2 separate regions of the Canis lupus genome follow, and region 2 is linked to region 1. Evidence: chromatin contacts called from public Hi-C data. All regions are on one chromosome and are shown on one strand. The core of a region is the stretch at or near the end of the contact, and the rest is flanking DNA. Distances in the headings are between cores, read along the strand shown.

Region 1 (3,024 bases), core at 387-2,886:
AAATAAACAGAAATATAAAAGAAAAATAGAAGGAGAAACAAACATTTCTGTAAGAATTTTAAATGCTTAAATTGCCACAAGAAGTAGCAGATCTGAATAGATCAACAGCCAACCGCCAAAAACTCAACAACCCTTTGAGGTAAGCACTCTTACACCCCCCACTGTTCAAAGAAGGAATCTAAAGAGTGATCATTTGAGTAACTTGCAAGGTCAAAAAGGAGTCAGAATTTGAACTCCAGCAGCCTGATTCTAGAAGTTTCACTCTTTACCCTCCATGTTTTATATTATTTTGCCTTGCTAGCAAGGCAATAGTATAAATGTGATGATGGTGAGCAGGAGCTATGCCTTTTGTCTGCATATTACTATGTGTAGCATATCAAAAAGGCTTTATACATTTTTAAAAAATTAGAAAACTATACAATTTTTTAGACCTGAACTTTCACTTGATTACAAAATTTACAGGTACTAAAAGAGTAAGCAGGAAAGCTCTCCCTTCTACCTCCACCGGGTGCCCTCTCCTAGATAATGCCCTCACTTTCTTGTGGATCCTTTCAAAAGCATTTTATGCGCATGTAAATAATGTGTTCTTTATTCCTCTTTTTATCTAGTGAACAGCACATATGCACATTTCTCTGCTCCTTGTTTTTTCACTTTAATGTTTCCTGAAGGTCATATCAATTCATTTAAAACATCCTCATTCTTAGGACGGTTGCAGGGTCCTCCATGGTGCATCTGTTATAACTTAACAAGTATTCTGTTGAGAGAATAGTAGGATATTTCCAACCTTTTGTGATTTCAAATAATTCCGTGGTGAACCTATCATTTAGCACATGCGCAAACAAAGCACATGGAATCGATGCCCGTCACACTGACTGCAACCTATCTGCCTCCATAACAGGTTACCCCAAATCCAAGTGACCTAAAACCATGACATTGGTCTGGTGCGGTTTTGTGTGGGCAGGACTCGGTGAGGGCCCCGGTGTCTGCTCCCCGGGCCGTCGGCCGTGACCCTCAGGTCGGGGGCCGAGTCCCCTGACCGAGTCTTGCCCACCCACAGGGCCTGCGAGCCCTGGCTGGTGCCTGGGGTCCCTTGGCTGGGAGCAGCCCCTGGCCTGGGGCCCCCGCAGGCAGCCTGGGCTTCCTCGCGCGGCGGTGGCTGAGCTCCAGAAGGACATTCGGGCGGCCCCAATCCTCTTTGCCCTTTAGCCTTAGAAGTCAGGCGAGCACCAGGCCTCCCCCAATGCCACGCGGCTTCGAGGGGAGGGGAGCAGCGGGGCGCTCTTGGCGGGCGCGGGGTGGCAAGGCTCTGGAAGAGAAGACGGCGCAGAAACGCTGTTGTCGGGGATCCCTGCGTGGCGCAGCGGTCCGGTCGGCGCCTGCCTTTGGCCCAGGGCGTGATCCCGGAGTCCCGGGATCGAGGCCCGCGTCGGGCTCCGGGCGTGGAGCCTGCTTCTCCCTCCTCCTGTGTCTCTGCCTCTCTCTCTCTCTCTCTCTCTCTGTCTCTATGTCTATCATGAATAAATAAAATATTAAACACAAGAAAGAAAGAAATGCTGTCGTCACATTTCGGGAAAACCCAACCGGCGGCGGACACAGTCCAGGGGCGCACGGGCTCCACCGCCGCCTGCCGACGCCCGCTCGGCCCTTCTGCGGCTTCGCACCCACTCACTGCGGCGCCGGCGCGGGGACAGCGCACCCGGGTCCCGAGGGCCGGGGAAGGACTACGCGCGGGGCGGAGCGCGGAGGACGCGGCGCAGGCGGTCTCCGGGGCGCGCTCCGCGTGGCCGCTGGGGGGCGGCGTCTCCTCGCCGAAGCGCAGGGAGGCGCGGGGCCGCGGGGCCGCGGGAGCCCGGGCCTTGGCTCCCGCCCCAGGGCAGACAGCGGCCCGCTCGCCTTCCTCTCGCCCCCTGCGGGCCAGGAGGCGTCCCCGAGCCCCAGCGCCCGGCGCCGAGCGGGGGCCCCAGGGGCCGGAGGCCCGGCCTTCGCAGCACATTAGCGGGGGCTCTGCAGAGGCGCCCCCGGGGGCCCCTTGGCCACTTCCAGGGATGGCTCGGAGCCCCGGACCCTCTCTCTCCTGCCCAGGGAGGGCCCCAGCGGGCAGGCCCCAGGTCACCCAGCGCGCACACCCTCTCTGCTTGCACCTGCTCCTGTCGCCCGTTCAGGAACCCACATCCTGAGCCTGGGGCCCGGGCCTGGGTGACCGCTGTACACAGCCGCCTGCTTCCTGACACCCCGGGCCCTTCTCTCCCCGACCTCCACTTGCCCTCTCCTCACCCTGCACCACTCCAAGCACAGGCTGTGAGCGCCCCCCCCCCCCGCCCCCCCAGACAGGCCCTGCTGATGCCGGGCAAGCTCCCTGCCCCCTCACCACCACCCCTCAAGGCTAGCAGGGGACAGAGCCGGATTTGGACAGTGCAGCTGGGACGGCTGGATGATTCCACTGCCCATGAACTTGTAAAATAAAAAAAATGAATGAGTCAGGCAGGCGTCCACCTTCCCAATCTTGGACGCTGAACTCAAGTCCTGAGATTCAGGGCCAGGTTCGGCCATGGGGTGGGGGTCAGGGATAGGGCAGGGTACACAGCCTCTGAAGGGTCATGGTTTGCTTTTAGCTCAAATGAGGGACCCAGCAGGCCTCGTGGGCTACCCTGCAGCCTCCCATAAGAAGACCACGGGGTCACGTGTGTCAAGCTCACCCACTCACAGTTGCCCCTTTGGGTCCTGACCCATCATCACTTTCCCTGTTGCAGAGCACCCTCGGCTTTGTGGCATAGCAGGGGTGAAGGCCGACCAGCCAGCCACCACCAGGTCCTCCTGCAGTTCCTCCCAGCGGCCTGGGAACAGGGGGCGGGGGGCAAAACAGGAGTGCAGAGTTGCTTCAGGAAGACCTGGCTTTGAGCCATACTTCTAGAAGCTTTGGGCAGATGACTTGGGTCCAGTTTTCTCACCTATAAAATGGATCTCAGTTCTCATATGCTTCATAATCACTGTGGTTTCTTTTTTTTTTTTTCTTAAAGATTTTAT
Region 2 (2,984 bases), core at 392-2,891, 200 kb after region 1:
CTTATAATCAATACGAAAGTACTAATGAGATATTGTACATTTTTGTCCAACCTAGGTCTTCAAGATCCGGTGTGTCTTTGCACTGACAGTATGTCTCAGTTTGGATTGGTCACATTTCATGTGCTCAGTAGCCACACTGGCTGGTGGCTGCCACACCAGACAGCGCAGCACACAATGGTACTGAGATCTGTGGGATGGGGCAGGACGGCGTAAGACACAGATGCAGGTGGAGGAGAGGAAAGAACAGAATCAGAGATGGAAATGAAGACTCTCAAATGTTTAGAAGTGAGGCAGAGAAGGAGGATCCAGCAATCAGAGCCTGAGACCAAGTGTCTAATGAGCAAATGAGAAGTGAGAGTGTGGAAGCCTAGAAGCACAAAGGACTTACTGCGTGCCAGGGACTGCAAGCCCCTCACCAGAGGCGGAGGGTGCCGTGTGTCAGCTGTTTGGGTTTACCCACCGAAGACAGAGCCTGCAAAGAAATATTGGAAGGTACAGCAGGTGAGCCCAGCACACACAGGAGTTCATCGCCTTCGCCCAGATCTGGCACACGGCCAAATCATCATGCAGTCTCAATCTGCCCACCCTCAGGGAAACGGGCAAGGCTGCCCAGGAACCCGTCCTTGGCTGCCCTCGGGCTGCTTTGTTTACGCATGGTAGCCTGTCCACTGTGTGCCAGGCACGCACTCGGGGATAGACACGTGGATTACCTATGGCCCAGCCTTCAGGGAGCTCCCAGCTTAGCAAGGAAGAAAGCCAGAATGGAGTTGCATCTCCGGAAGCAGCTAGGTAGATCCTCACATCAACATCAAGAAGAAAATCAAACACAATCAAAATTATTCTTGGGGAAAAAAGATCCCTCGGGGAGGTGGTACGTTGGCATCTGAAATGCAACCTCTCAATAAACACAACATAGCCAGTTTCCCTGCAGCACTGGAACAGATGGCTGCTTCGTGGCTGAGCACCAGAGGAAGCACTTGGCTTGGCTTGTGTTTTGAGGTCATGTTGTATGAAAAATATGTATCGTAGCTTTAAACACTGGTGTGTGAGATGCTCCCAGCAATAGAGGATCCGAACTGGGATACAAATATTCACAGATTCACACCCCCGGGGCATATGTGTAACGTGGTGGGAACGACTGGCAAAAATCACACACTTCACATTGTTTTTTATTAAAAGTTTTCTTTGAGCACCTGCAGTTGAATTCGCTTGAGTTATGACCATACGACAGGACTCAACTGCAAAAAGACCATTATGATGCCATGTGGCAAGGGTGATGTGCTTTCAGGGGAGGTGAAGCAGGTCAAAGATGCAGCAGGAATCCCTGCCCTCGGCTCCCAGAGCCCTAGAGAGGCCGGCAGGGCTTCCCGACTTTGCCTAGGCGAACAGTGAAGTGAAAGGAGAGCTGCGCTGTTTTGGGCTCAACCCCAACTTGCTTCTGGTCATAAAGGGAAGGAGCGGGAGAGGCCCCGCTCCTGGAGGCCCCCTCTAAGGGCCTGCAAGGGAAGGAGGAGGCAGAGACCCAGCCACACTGGCCTCTGTAGAGAAGGTTCCGGTCCTGCCTCTGCCCACTCTCCGTGCCCTTCCTCCCTGGAGCCCCCCTGAAGACTCGGTGCCAGGCTGCCTGCTCAAGTCCAACCAGTCACTCACCCCAGCCCGGGTGGAGCCTTCCCCAGGCAGCTCCGTTAGTCCTGAGAGCCTCTCACTGGGAGCTGCTGTCCCTGGTCTTTATGGGACCATCCCAATCTTCTTTCCTCCTCCCAGGGCCTGTAGGACAAGCCCACCCCAGCCCCGTCACCTGTTGCAGGCGTGCGTCTTGGGCTCAGCTCACTGGACCTCACTTGGTCTTTGCCTGCGGGCTCCAGGCCCCGCCAGCTGAGGCGGAGGACGCCTACCTTTCACTCCAGCTCCTTCGGGCAGCACCGGCCTGGCCAGCTGTGCCGACTCCCCTGCCCGAGGAGGAGATAAAGCAAGAATGCAGAGGGAGCCAGCTCCTGATGCCCCCCGATGACGCAGATGACATCTTGACTAATTCACCCACTAGGGCCCCTCATACAGACCCTTGGTTGGATTTGCGGCCCCACCTAAGGATCTGAAAGTGGGCTTTGGGACCATACTCCTGCCCAGCTCAGGTGTCCCTAGACAAGCTGTCCACAGGTGCAATGCCCCAGGAGGACCAACAGCACTCACTATTCCATGGACTTGGCCGAATGGTTATGACACTTACAGTAAACTTGCCCAAGAAAGGCGGGGCCTTTTTCGGCCTGATCACCCCTCTTGACTTCCTGAGGCCTTATATGTCTCCCTGTTCTTAAAGGTTCAGCTTTGCCTCGCCTCCCCGTGAGAGGAGAGGGAAGAACATGTCCCAGTTCCCCTCCTGCTGGGGCACATCACCTCCCAGGCTTGCCCATCATTACAGACGGCAGAGGCCACTTCTGCTTGTTTGTATGGGATTTCCATCTCTCACTGCCTCATAAGGGGACATGGGTACCATGCATATGGCACATTAATGCCATTCCAATAATTCCTTCTGAATGGAATTTCCAATAATTTTTGTTTCCAGCAGTCTTGTGTATACAAAACAAACAATAGAAAAAGAAAAAATAGATGATGAATTAATTGTACAATCACAAAATTGCAAGTTCTTTGAAAAGTCCTCTGGGCCTCCTGCCTCAGACCTTCTCTGGCTCCCAGAGCCCAGATAAAACCACCTGCCGCAAGAAGAGACTCAACCCCATCTTTAGAACTAAAAAAAATCTGGAGCAGGGGACTGCCACCTTCTTTGCTGAAATCCCCAGCCATCTGTCGTCATGTTGTCACTCTTCAGCCTCTACCTTCATTTCTCATTAAATTTTCTTTATGGCTTTTCTTACTTCTGGAAGCTTGTTAATTGCTCTGCCCACATCCAGAAGACGCTCCAGAAAGCGGGCCACTTGTCGGGTTCCCTCAAGGGCAGCCCTCAGGTTGTGCTTGACGAGCATGTG

What was found. A called contact is a pair of places that touch in the nucleus more often than the background predicts.
Region 2: a Hi-C map of amygdala shows a contact between it and region 1, with 6 times the contacts expected there. The contact joins two enhancer-like sites. A contact is called at or near these places in 2 of 9 Hi-C or Micro-C datasets (amygdala and liver).

Annotation. Positions count from the first base shown.
Region 1 is chr25:12,862,530-12,865,553 of UU_Cfam_GSD_1.0, forward strand. No RefSeq gene overlaps it. Among named protein-coding and RNA genes, the nearest start is that of GPR12, 61 kb to the left of the region's middle. Within about 2 kb of position 1,637, at least 7 of the 20 cell types and tissues checked have an H3K27ac peak or open chromatin away from gene starts, as enhancers often do.
Region 2 is chr25:13,062,755-13,065,738 of UU_Cfam_GSD_1.0, forward strand. LOC119877533 (a long non-coding RNA gene) reads left to right here. Exons shown (of 3, transcript XR_005378438.1): 3 at 56-2,858. All of the region lies in intron 4 of LOC111092401 (a long non-coding RNA gene), which reads right to left. Among named protein-coding and RNA genes, the nearest start is that of WASF3, 57 kb to the left of the region's middle. Within about 2 kb of position 1,642, at least 2 of the 20 cell types and tissues checked have an H3K27ac peak or open chromatin away from gene starts, as enhancers often do.